Linked DNA regions of Mus musculus: region 2 is linked to region 1. Evidence: chromatin contacts called from public Hi-C data. All regions are on one chromosome and are shown on one strand. The core of a region is the stretch at or near the end of the contact, and the rest is flanking DNA. Distances in the headings are between cores, read along the strand shown.

Region 1 (6,454 bases), core at 1,974-4,473:
ATATTTCCAGCTTTTTTCTTTGTTAAATTTTCTCTGAATGTTTGGGATATTTTGAAGCTCTGTATGAATTTTAGGGTTTTTTGTTTGTTTGTTTGTTTTAAGTGTCATTACAATTTTTATAGGAATCATATTGAAAGCTTTGTAACCTTACACTCTATCACCTGACGTAACACAATGAGAATATGCTCTTTCACTCCAAGAAGGCAGACCCATGAAACTGAAGTTAGTGAACACCAAAGGCTTTTATGAAACGGAGAACAGAAGGGGATGAATTTTTACCAAGCAGCAAAAGTCACCGCCTTCTGTAAAAAAAAAAAAAAAAAAAAAAGAAAGAAAGAAAAAAGAAAAGAAAAAAAGAAAAAGAAAAAGAAAAAAGAAAAAAGAAAAAAAGAAAAAAAGAAAGAATTAAAACTGGGGGTGGGGAAATGACAGTAATTGAGATCACTGGCCAAGGTCCTGGAAATGTGCCTCAGGACCTGAGTTTGATTTCCAGCACTTGCATCAGGCAGCTGTTTCCCCAGCTCCACATGGATCTGACACCTATGACCTCTGTGAGCACTTGCATTTAATTACACACCCTCACCCCTAGGTGCTGATGGCTTTCAAAAACCCCAGCTGAGGCTCCCCGTAAGGAAGTAAACAAAGCCTGGATGGCAGAGATCTGTGAGACCACCATGTAGACTGTTCCTCATCTCCCCCTTGTGTGACATGCCTCCGGAGTGATATCTCTTTGAGAGTTGGTAGTCCATGACAGGTAAAATCCTAGAAGATAGGGCAACCTAAGACAGGAACAGTCCAGTATTTTGGGAATCCTCTCATGTGGGATCAACAATGGCATTCCAGCCCAGCTCCCACTAGGCTGTCTAAATCTAAAAACAAAAGGGTGGAAATGTAGGAGGAATGTTGGTGGCCATATCTGCATAAATGCTGGGGGCTGCAGCCACAAAGGCAACTCCTGCAGAACGACCTAATTGAAGACTGCCTGAGAGACCAAGGATTGCTGACACAGACAATCAGGAACTGCTATTTGGAAGAGATGCTGGCTGGGGACATGAGTCAGAGGTGCTACCCACATATTTTCAGAATCAGGGATTTTATAATTGCAGCCAATCACTAACTCTCTATATTTCAGATTTGCCTAGGAAGAGACACCTTCAACCAGGGATTATCTAGATCAAGCCCACCTGTGGTCATGTCTGTTTCCCTTACTCATTAACTCATGTAAAAAAGAATCTGCCCATTGTGGGTAACACCATTCCCTAGGCAGAGGATTCTGGACTATATTAGTATAGAGAGGGAGCCAAGCACAAGTGTGCATGTATGCATTGTCTCCCACCTCTTGATTGTGGGTATGACTAGCTGTTTTGCCTTAACTTCCCTGGAATGATAGACTGTACCCTGGAACCATAAGCTAAATTAAACTCTTTCTCCCCAGATTTCCTTTTTGTCAGAATTTCTATCACAACGGAAATGAACCAAGGACAAGGGTTCTGCCAGAGATCTTCTCATTTAGTTCCAATTTTAATTTTCCAACATTTTGTGCTAAGTTTGCCAAAAGAGCGTACAGTGCTGACACAAGAATTAAATGTGGTCATTCACAGCCTACTTAGGGGTTAGATTTTTCTTTTCTCTTAGTTGTGTTTTGTGGAGATTCTTTAGAGTTTTCTGTGGGCTGGCGAGATGGCTCAGCAGATAAGAACACTGACTGTTCTTCCGAAGGTCCTGAGTTCAAATCCCAGCAACCACATGATGGCTCACAACCACCCGTAATGAGATCAGATGACCTCTTCTGGTGCGTCCGAAGACAGCTACAGTGTACTTATGTATATTAATAAATAAATCTTTGGGCCAAAGGGAGCAGGGACTAAGCAAGCAAAGTTGACCAGAGCGAGTGGGTTTGACTGGAGCAAGTAGAGGGAGGTCCTAAAAATTCAATTCCCACGTGAAGGCTCACAACCATCTGTACAGTTACAGTGTACTCAGATACATAAAATAAATAAACAAATCTTTTAAAAAAAGTTTTCTGGGAGTGAGGCTCAACAAGGTAAATAGCTTGTCTTTAAAAAAACATGGGGGGGGCAGGAGAGCGGGAGGGAGGGCATGGGGGACTTTTGGGATAGCATTGGAAATGTAAATGAAGAAAATACCTAATTTAAAAAAAAGGAAAAAAAATTAAAAACATACAGCTTTAAGTTAAAGAGGCAGAATCAAGATCAGTGTATGCTGCCTAGTTACCCTATCCCAAAGAAAGCAAAGGAGAGAGAGAGAGAGAAAGAGAGAGAGAGAAAGAGAGAGAGAGGTTTATTGGGCTCTCATCTCTGCATCACTTCTAGCCTGCTGTCAGCACTGAATAAGTATAGAGGCTCTCCTGTCACTCAGAACATTTGCCACTAGCACACATGGCCTCTTGAACACAAGAAGTGTACTAATTCCATTTAGCTCTGTTGAGCGATGCTGCAAAAATACTCATGGGATTTTGGAGACTTGCTAAAAAGTAGAAGCTACAGAATTGCTCGTTAGTTAAGAATTGATGATCATATGCCATAAAGGGGAAATAAAATATTAGTGCAAATTAATTTCACGTGCTTCTTTTTTCTTGCTCGAGAACACTAGTAGAAATGTTAAAATAACTCTTGTGGCTCTCATTCTATTCTAAAGTATGCTGTTCTCTCGAAGGTACTGGCTATACTTAGCACCTCTCCTTTGTTGTTTCCTCCACAGATTAAGCTGCTATTTGGGGGTTTAGGAAAAATTTCCCAGCAGGATGGAGGAGGTGTCTCAGCAGGCCAGGGTGTTATACCAGGCCCTAATGCCACGGACTTAACTGGGCTAATCTGATTGAGCAGGAATTTAACGGCTTTGGTCATTAGCCAAGCCTTGGCCTTTGCAAACCCTACCTGTGTCTTTGGATTATATTTTGGGGAATTAAAAAAGGATCGAGAATAAAAGACTGAAAGGAAGTAAACCAGATCCCCTCTTCACATCCTTGGGATGACGGTCCAACGTTACAGGGTTTCTAAATTTGTCTTGAGTTTACCTGGATAGCAAGCTGAGAGCTATTTCAGTGCTTGCCTTTGTCTATAAAGGAAATGTCGGTGGTTACGGTCTCCTTTCTTTTTTGTACAGCTACAGTTGAAAGGGCTGGAAAAGTACATTTGCTTTGGAGAGGTTGAGAGACAGATCGAAACCCTGCAGGGAGTATCCAGTTACCTCCTCCAGCTGGGAAAAAGACTGCTGGCCCAGGATGGGATTTCAATCCTTAAAGTTACATAAGCAAACAGCCTATCCATCCCATGCAATGATAATTATATGAAAGGAGCTAAATAGATCCAGGTCAGCTCCTTGCTAGAGATGCAGAAGCTTGGGGAATGGGGGGAGGACTGAGAGAGGTCACTGTCCTTTGCCAGCCAGCAGTTGGTAGGGTGGGACAAAAGCTCACAGATTATCTAGCTCAGGGCCCTCAATGTGCTGTGAATATCACAATCACCTGGGGAATGTTAACGATCACCAGGTTTAAAGCTGAACTCCAGACCAATGAAGTCATCGGTGTTTGGAAAGCTTCCCAGGTCATTGCGACTCTCAGCCAAGTTCGTAAAGCGCAGATCTAGGTCACCCCCTTGTTTTTGTGACAGGGAGATACAAAAGATCAGGGGACACTGCTTCAAGTTCCTCCAGCTGGCAAGTGGCAGAGCAGAGACAAGTCCTTTCTTTCCTTGGCTTTGACTTTGTATTCTCCTTTTCCCATAGTCTCAGCTCGCCACCCTTCCGTGACATTGACATTATCCTGCTTTCCTTCGAAATGTTTCCCCAGATCTTTGCAGAGCTATCTCAGCTTCCACTCTTGAGCCCAATGCCAACTGCAAGCCACGTCAAAAACACATTATTGTCTTTCTTTGGGGCACCTCCCAAACTCTCAAATCAAGGGGATGTGTGTTGGTGCTGCCCCAAGTCTGGGTGGGTTGATTCTTGGCAGGAACACTGAGTATCTTCTGGGCAGTATAACTAGCCCTATGTTATCCCCAGGGTCTACTTCCACACAGCCAACTTACCTTGAAAATACCCAGAAAAAAAGCAGGACCTGGTGGCACACACCTGTAATCTGAGCACTTAGAAGTCTGAGTCAGGAGGATTATAGGTAGGAATTTGAGGCTAACCTGGGCTACATAGCAAGTCTGTAAGGTAAGTCTGGTCTACACATGCAGAGTTACATACTGAGTCATACACAAAGACTAACCCCACCCCAAAAAACCATAATTTTAAAATCTGTCTGTATATAACATTTACAAACATTTTCCTCTTTTAAAAAAATGCAAGTATGCAGTGTATGTAGAATATATCTTCCCCATATCTACCTGATTGCCTCTCTTTCCTCTCCCCTCTCCCTCCCATTAGTCCCATCTGTTGCCTAGATAATTTGCCTGTCTTCTTTCATGCATATATACATACATGACTATATTCATTGATATAAAATCAAGGAACCACACATAAGGCTAGTTTATAAGATTCTCTCCAATCCCATTTATTTTCCTACAGATGCCCATTTCTTTCTTCTTTATGACTTAAAAGAGTTCCATTGTTTATATCAAACTTTTTCTTGTCATTATCTTCTAAGCAAGCTGGTCTAAACTCTTCTGTGACTACATTTACATTGTACTGGGTTCTTTACGTACTCTATATACGACTTAAAAGGAAGATGAACATACACTATATGCAAATATACCCATTTTATATAGGGGACTTCTATCACGAAAACAGAAAACAAAATATGGTCTGTGGTGAAGACAGTCTAGAGACTGGCACTGCAGTGATTGCTGGTAGTCTGCTGCCTGTTGCTTTTTTTAACTTACTTTATGCTTTGTTATGCTCAACACTGTCCACTGTTCTTCCCCCACCCCCCACCCCCGGATGACTGAAGATCTATGTTTTGATTGAAATCAGAATGACAGAGGCCTGTGAATTTTCTCTTGCACTCAGGTTGTGGGGAATTGGCACTGTACAGGGAGCAAAAGCGGCACAAGTGTAGCAGCTTTGTCTTTTAACAAGGACAACACACAGTTGGAGTGGTCCCGCCCCAATCTAGAGGTGACATTTGGCAGCTTGTTTTTTAATACTCTTGGCTTTATCTGAGAGTCGTGCTTTTTCTGGAGTACGCAATACAGTGGAGACAGGAGGATGTATGAGCTCCAAATGTGCTAACAGTTGCTTCATAGAAAGCGTCAGCAATGGGGCTGAGGAAATGGTGCTCCAGAAGAGGACTTGAATTTAAAGGACCTGAGTTCAAGTCCCCAACACTCACGTAAAAGTCAGACATTGCAACTGTAGGTGTCAGTTAGCCCAACGTGGTAGGGCAGAGATTCTAGGAGCTCTCTGATCAGCCAGCCTTTCTAAACAGCAAGCTTCAGCTCAGTCACAGACTCTGTAATGCTGTAAAAAGGACATTGTACATCCTCCTCGGGCCTCAGGATGCACATGACAGGTGAATGCACTTGCATGCCACATATGCGCACACAGCACATACACAGATACCACCAACACATACAGACACACATACATATATGCATATGAAGACACACACGTATATATGCATACACAAACATATTCACATGTGTATTTACACTCACCAGCAAAAGTCTCATGCATTTGCTCATCTATTATCTGAGTAGCATAATAAGCCCCTGAATGGCAAGCATGGAAATTAGTATTTGAAATCAACTATTCAATCTGCCTAAAAAGCAATTTTTTAAAACACCAGGGGAACAAAAGAGGTGATTCACAACTTCAAAAGAGAAAACAAACGCTGAATTCTGAGCAGGCCATGTCCTCACCTGAACTCCGTTATCCTTGTTGGCAGTTAGGATAGGGAGTTGGGTAACCTAAGCTGCCTCCTGCTGCCATTATTGTCACAGGGGACTCTTCACCCATTGTGTGAGAGCTGTTTTCAACAGTCTGCAGACAATTGGTTGGTTCACAGGGAACTGGGTTTTAAAGAAACAATGAACCATTTCAATTGCATTTCTACAAAAATGGGACAGTGCTGTTTGCCTCTTCTAAGACAGACGTGCAGTGGCATCACAACTCACAGTTGAGTATAAGCTGAATAGTGTTTGACTTTATCCTAGGAGAAGGTTGTTCCTAAGCCAACCATGGCTATCTAACTTAAAAAAACAAAAAAACAAAAAAACAAAAAAACCTAGCTCTGGAGTCAGACAGATCCCTTTATGTGGCCTCAATAAGGCTGCACCTTTCAGAGTCTTCATCCCTTGTTCCACTAAATAAGGCATATGACACAAACCCTTTCCCAGCGACTTGTTATATATGAACTGTTGCATATAAACATTTAGCCAATGCCTGCACATAGCAAGGTCTCAATAAACATTAGCAACTATGATAGTTCTGCATCACATTATATGTGTAACAGTCCAGAGTATTCCGAATTTAGTATGACCCTCACCCA
Region 2 (6,454 bases), core at 2,491-4,990, 130 kb after region 1:
CTGTATGCAACCACAGTAGTTTTCCCAGGCTGTCCATGAGAAGGAACACTCCTTTAAGATGCACATGTACTTCCAGAGGGGCTGCTGGGTGGGAGCCCTTATGCCTGTGCCCTTATGTGTGACCTGTATTCTTTTCCTTGTAGTTGTTACACTGTATGCTACTCTGGGAGGTCCAGCCATTGTTCATGGACTGAATGAGACAGAGGTGACCAACATCATTACTAGCAAAGAACTCTTGCAAACAAAGCTGAAGGTGAGGACCACAGCTCTCTTTAAGAGTCTGATGCTTTGACTTTTCCTGTGATGAATCATACTGACCCAGTTATCTTTGAGATTTTGTGGTTTTCCTTTAGAATATAAAAAGTGCAATATATATATGTATATATGTATATATGTATATATGTATATATGTATATATGTATATATGTATATATGTATATAGGTATATAGGTATATAGGTATATAGGTATATAGGTATATAGGTATATGTATGTATATATGTATGTATATATGTATGTATATATGTATGTATGTATATATATATGTATGTATATATATGTATGTATATATATATATTAGATAGACCATAGATAAAAATTGTTAATTTGCCAATGTTGAAAGGATGACAACTTTTTATTGTATATTGCATATATAAAGTAAATTAATAGTTTTGCATGTGTATAATTTTTGAATTTGTTTGTTTGTATGCATCTGCATTCATATATGTGGTTACATGTGCCACAGCACACCTGTGAAAAGTCTGTACAACCTGTGGGAGTTAACTCTCCTTTCATCATGGGGTTTCTTGTGTCATCAGGCTTGGTGACAAGTAGAATGTACCTCCTGAGCCATTTTGCTGGTCTCTCAACATAATATATTTATATCATGTGCATACGTGTTTTGCCTGCATGCATGTCTATGCACCATGTAGGTAAAGTGAAAGCTTGCCTTTGTAATCACAAGGACCTGGGTTTAATTTCCAGAACTCTTATTTAAAAAGTCAGCTGTGGTCATATCTGCTCATAATCCCAGTACCTGTGCTAGCAGAACACGTGGCTCCCTGGGGCTTACTGTTGCCATGGCTCAGGCCAGAGGACCCTGTGGAGGAGGGTTTGGAGAGCATCTCAGGAACAGTGCCAAAAGTTGTCTTCTGTCCTCCCACTCATGCGCATAGACAGACAGACAGACAGACAGACAGACACACACACACACACACATCTGTGTGCATATGCACCCATACGTGTAATCTCTGCACTTGGGAGATGGAATTAGAAAGATTAGTAGTTCAAAGTCGTCCTCAGCTATAGAGTAAGTTGGAGTTCAATCTAAGTTGGGAGAGATCTTCTGAAAGACATACAGGTGACACTCACGGAGGGAAGGAGGGAGAGAGCAGTGGAGGAAAGAAAGAGGGAAGGAGAGAGAGAAAGAGAGACAGAGACAAACATACAGGAGAAGAGAGAAAAGAGGAAGTAGGGAAAGAAAGAATGGGGGTGGTAGGTGTACTAAAATGGGAGACATTTTATGAAATAATAGGAAACGGGCAACTTCCCCTGGAAACATCACTATCAGGCATTGTTTTATTTTTCTTTTTTAGAAAGTTCCCAGGTGGACTTCTTTCCTTCTTTGATATATTCTTTTGCATTCTCTTGAAAATATGAGGGACTTTGGGCTTCTCTATAAGTAGTTCAGGTATTATGTGTTTATATGTCCATTTTGTGGAGCAGTAACTTTATTGATGAGGATTTTATCAAAGAAGATTGTATACACAGTGCTATAGAATATTCGTCCAATTCCCCACCCCCTCTTCATGCCGTTCCTCCGGCCTGTCTCCCTAGCCCCTACCACTTAACTTTCGGGGCAAGAAATCAGTTGGTGGCTCAGTGTGTAGAGAACTGTGCTCATGTGTCCCGAGTTACTCAACTGTTGGCTAACATCATGATTGTTGTGTTTCTTCAGGATATAGTCTCTTTGGTCCCACGTCTGCGGCATATCATTACTGTTGATGGGAAGCCTCCAACCTGGTCTGAGTTCCCCAAAGGTGTCATTGTACACACCATGGCTGCAGTGCAGGCTCTAGGAGTGAAGGCCAACGTGGGTACGTTGTGATCATTCCAGATGTGCACTCTCTGCTCACCTTGTTCTAGACTGTAACTGTGGAAATGGGTTCTTCTTTATTACTTTTACCTAGCCTTTAAAGAAAGACTTGAGGAAAATGCCAACACTTATTTATTCTTCTTAAATTATGGACTGGGAATGTTAACTCATTATGCAGAGTGTTTGCCCAGCATGCTCTAAGGCCTGGGTTTGATTCCCCAGTGTCGCATAACATTGGACATGATGGCACATGCCTGCCACCTCAGCACCAGGAGGTGGAGGCAGAAGGATCAGAATTGATCATCATTGACCAGGGAGCTAGTGCAAGGCCAGACCGGGCTACAAAAGCCAGACTGGGCTACATGAGACCCTGTCTGCAAAACAAGGGCAGCAATAACCAAAAAGCAGTAGTGGTTACTTGAAGTAAATTTAAAGTACTTACACATCATTCAATTTTCTGTTCACTTTTTCTGAAAGTTTTGAGTAGTTTAAAGTTAAGCACTTTAAATAGACACATTAGAGTTAGTCTTCAGCTAGAGTTTCTAAGCCAGGAGTCCTCTTTTTCACTTCTCTCTCCTCGTACTTGCCTATGCAGAGTTTTTAATCTTCCAGATGACACAAGGCATAGACACTTTCAAAGCAGTAACTGTCAAAGAAATGAGCATCAGAAAATGTAGACTGCAGGTCTCTGGCATGTTGTAATGGTATTTCCTCTGTAGTTAGAAGTTGGGTGATTCTGATTAGGGACAGGATAATGCTGTCATTACGGGAATATCAGGGATGATAATATTTTAGCATATTGAGTTGTAGGTATTGGTGGGCATTCAGAGAATGTTGACCAGTACCGTCTAGTTATAGAAAAAGAAAAGAAGAGAAAAGAAAAGAAAAAAAGAAAAGAGAAAAGAAAAGAATGTATTATGTGGTTCATTGTTAAGAAGTCATCTGGCCTGGTATGAGAGAAGGGGACATACTTGAAGAACCTTTTACATTGCATTAGCTTTGGGATATGCGTGTAGACAGGCAGATGGTGGTGATACCATCTGGTTGTCTCCTGTGCCTTTCCTGTAGTGTGTTGGTTGTTGATTTTAGGCTAGATGTCTTGTGACTACAGACAAGCAACACTGAGCAACCCTGGGAGTTGAGTATAACCAACAAGGTCATCTCCTGAAGCAGGGACACATTAGTGAGTGTGCAGGTATAAAGGTTCAGGCCCCTTTATTCTGAGGAGCTCCTCATTTTTTTTTTTTAATTCCATTTTCAACTTACATAGCCACTCAGCAGCCAAGTTTATATAGCTCCAAAGTCATTTTTGCTTCAGATGCTGGCCTGCCTCTGCTGAAAAGGGCCTTTCATCTGATCCCAGGGGTGAGATGCAGCCCTCCTCAGTGCCTTCTGCGGCTGCCTGTGGTGCTGGGTGCTGCTCCACTGGTACTTAGGGTTACTCCAGTCCCACCGCAGTGCTAGTGTTTATAGATGCCAGGCACACTTCTACCTTAAAGCCTTTGTACTGACTTGTTTACCCCCCCCCCCCCCCCCCCGTCTGTCTGTCTGTCTATTGATCAATCTATCGATCTATCTAACCAACGTACCAAATGGAACATGATCTGTGTAAACTGTACCAGAGCTTACCATGCGTCCTAGGCTGGCCTTGACGTTAAGATCTCATTTTAGCTTCCTGAGTGTGCATTTGCAGACATCTGCTACCATGTCCACTGCTTTGTACGTCTATGTGAACTACTGGCTTCCCAGGACTTTTGTGGCTACTTTGCTTACCCTTTGCCAGAATGCTGCACCTAAGCAGTGTTATCTGACCCTGTCTTTATTTCCTCCGTGGCTCTAATTATAGACTTAACCTGTTTGTCCCAGTATTGTTTATGCCTCCTTATGTGTTGACTGCTGTTTGAGTGTTAGAAGAAAATTGCTGATAGAGCTGAGTTTCTTCTTTTTTGTTTCCCTTTTTCTTTTCTTCAACGTAGAAAAGAAAGCTCACAGCAAACCACTGCCCTCAGATATTGCAGTAATCATGTACACAAGTGGGTCCACAGGAATTCCAAAGGGAGTCATGATCTCACACAGCAACATCATTGCTTCTATAACGGGGATGGCGAGAAGGATTCCAAGACTGGGGTATGTCATTGTAAAACTCAAGAGTGACTGTATTTGTAGCTGTTAAGAGTTCAAACATTTGTGCCATTTTAGTAGATGGTTAAAGTATTCCCCAGGTGTCTAAAAGTAGAAATTTTAGAGAACATTAATTTTAAAAGTCAACATTTTAAAATTTATTTGTGTGTATGTGTGTATGTATGTATGAATGTATGTGTGTCTAGCCACATGTATATGTCTGCATTTGAGTGCCAGCACCTCCTCTTTACTCGTGCGTTAGCACTTTGCTTCTGCAGCAGACCACATTCTGAAAGTGCTTGCCTCCTTGGTTTTCGGTTGGGCTATAGTTGTTCTTTCTGTCTCTAATCTCTATCTTATCAGCAGGGACTCAGATGCTTAGCTTAGCTGTGCTCCATGTAAGCTTGCTGTAGTCAACTTCTGGCAGAGAGCTCCCATAACCTTTTGTAGGCATAAATTTTTTTTGCAATGTACTTTTAGTAATGGTTCAACCTCTCCTTTAGCCCACCACCCACTAGAGACAGTGGAAGAGGAAAGTTATTAGGATATGGGGGAAGTGGTCCTGTTTAGCAAAAGTTCTTTTGGGGCAAGCTCAGTCTTCTGTCTTAGCAGTTTAGTCCTGCAGCAAATACCAAATAGGACTCAGCAGCTGCAGACTAGTCCTCTAGGCAGGCAGACAGCACACCCAGACTGGCAACTTACAGTCCAGTCCTCTCAGCAGGCAGATCACCGGGCACGAACCAGCAGCTGCAGTTGAATTGTGGAGAAACCGCAAGGTTCACCAACCGGCCAGCCTGAGGTGAGGCCAGCTGCCGCAGGAACCTCACAAGCAGTTCTCAGGCGAGTTTCTCTCAAAGGCAGCCTAACCACAGTTGAGCTCAACATTGCTATCTAAGGTGAACCAATAGGTGTGTGTCATTAGGAAGAAGAGTGAGGCAGAGCAAACCAAACCAAAACTCATCTCCCACTGCCTGTGGGGTCAGATTTATATTCCTTCATCAAGTGTCCTTTCATGTTTGCTCTATGCATACATCCTCTCACCTGTGTCTGCTTCAGGAAGACATCCTTTCACGTGTTTGCTCTATGCATACATCCTCTCACCTGTGTCTGCTTCAGGAAGACATCCTTTCACGTGTTTGCTCTATGCATAAATCCTCTCACCTGTGTCTGCTTCAGGAAGACATCCTTTCACGAGTTTGCTCTATGCGTACACCCTCTCACCTGTGTCTGCTTCAGGAAGACATCCTTTCACGTGTTTGCTCTATGCATACATCCTCTCACCTGTGTCTGCTTCAGGAAGACATCCTTTCACGTGTTTGCTCTATGCATAAATCCTCTCACCTGTGTCTGCTTCAGGAAGACATCCTTTCACGTGTTTGCTCTATGCATACATCCTCTCACCTGTGTCTGCTTCAGGAAGACATCCTTTCACGTGTTTGCTCTATGCATAAATCCTCTCACCTGTGTCTGCTTCAGGAAGACATCCTTTCACGTGTTTGCTCTATGCATACATCCTCTCACCTGTGTCTGCTTCAGGAAGACATCCTTTCACGTGTTTGCTCTATGCATACATTTTCTCACCTGTGTCTGCTTCAGGAAGACATCCTTTCACAGTTTGCTCTATGCATACATCCTCTCACCTGTGTGCTCTGGCAAAGCATTCATCATTCGACATAACTAAATTTCTAAAGATACTAGACGTTTCCACTTTAACCTTTGCTTTACTCACCTTCCTTTCAGAGAGGAAGATGTGTATATTGGCTACTTGCCCCTGGCACATGTTCTAGAATTAAGTGCTGAGCTTGTGTGTCTTTCTCATGGATGCCGAATCGGCTACTCTTCACCACAGACATTAGCAGATCAGGTAAATCACATATCTGCAACTCGAAATACTAAATGTATTTTTAACATGTTTTCTCTATCAGTTTACATTGTATCTTCAATTATCTTAATATAAACATTTGCCTTGTATGTCTAGAATATAAGTATACTGAAAGGGTAAATATATCATATGCCTTTGAGCTAAGAATGCCATTAGGATTTTAAGTTAAAGATCTTTATGTAGATTATTTTTTTCCTGTTCTTTAGTCTTCAAAAATAAAAAAAGGAAGCAAAGGAGACACATCCGTGCTGAAGCCAACACTGATGGCAGCTGTTCCGGTAAGAACTGCCCATTCAGGAAGTGCTGTCAGCCACAGGCCATGGGGTGGTAATAGCACTTTCAAACAAATTATGATTT

Evidence for each region. A called contact is a pair of places that touch in the nucleus more often than the background predicts.
Region 2: a contact with region 1 is called in a Hi-C map of liver, with 4 times the contacts expected there. The contact joins two enhancer-like sites. A contact is called at or near these places in 11 of 484 Hi-C or Micro-C datasets (embryonic stem cells and liver), 3 of 115 datasets of contacts at active chromatin or transcription factors (all in embryonic stem cells) and 1 of 9 other capture datasets (liver).

What each region holds. Positions count from the first base shown.
Region 1 is chr1:78,564,803-78,571,256 of GRCm38.p6, forward strand. All of the region lies in intron 2 of Gm39665 (a long non-coding RNA gene), which reads right to left. It also overlaps a transcript of Mogat1 not described here. Among named protein-coding and RNA genes, the nearest start is that of Gm39665, 20 kb to the right of the region's middle. Within about 2 kb of position 3,224, at least 44 of the 459 cell types and tissues checked have an H3K27ac peak or open chromatin away from gene starts, as enhancers often do. A contact at or near this core is called in liver, where this site is marked.
Region 2 is chr1:78,690,126-78,696,579 of GRCm38.p6, forward strand. It overlaps Acsl3 (acyl-CoA synthetase long-chain family member 3), which reads left to right. Exons shown (of 15, transcript NM_001033606.2): 4 at 144-253; 5 at 1,957-2,095; 6 at 4,071-4,221; 7 at 5,956-6,079; 8 at 6,304-6,375. Among named protein-coding and RNA genes, the nearest start is that of Gm51635, 13 kb to the left of the region's middle. Within about 2 kb of position 3,741, at least 4 of the 459 cell types and tissues checked have an H3K27ac peak or open chromatin away from gene starts, as enhancers often do. A contact at or near this core is called in liver, where this site is marked.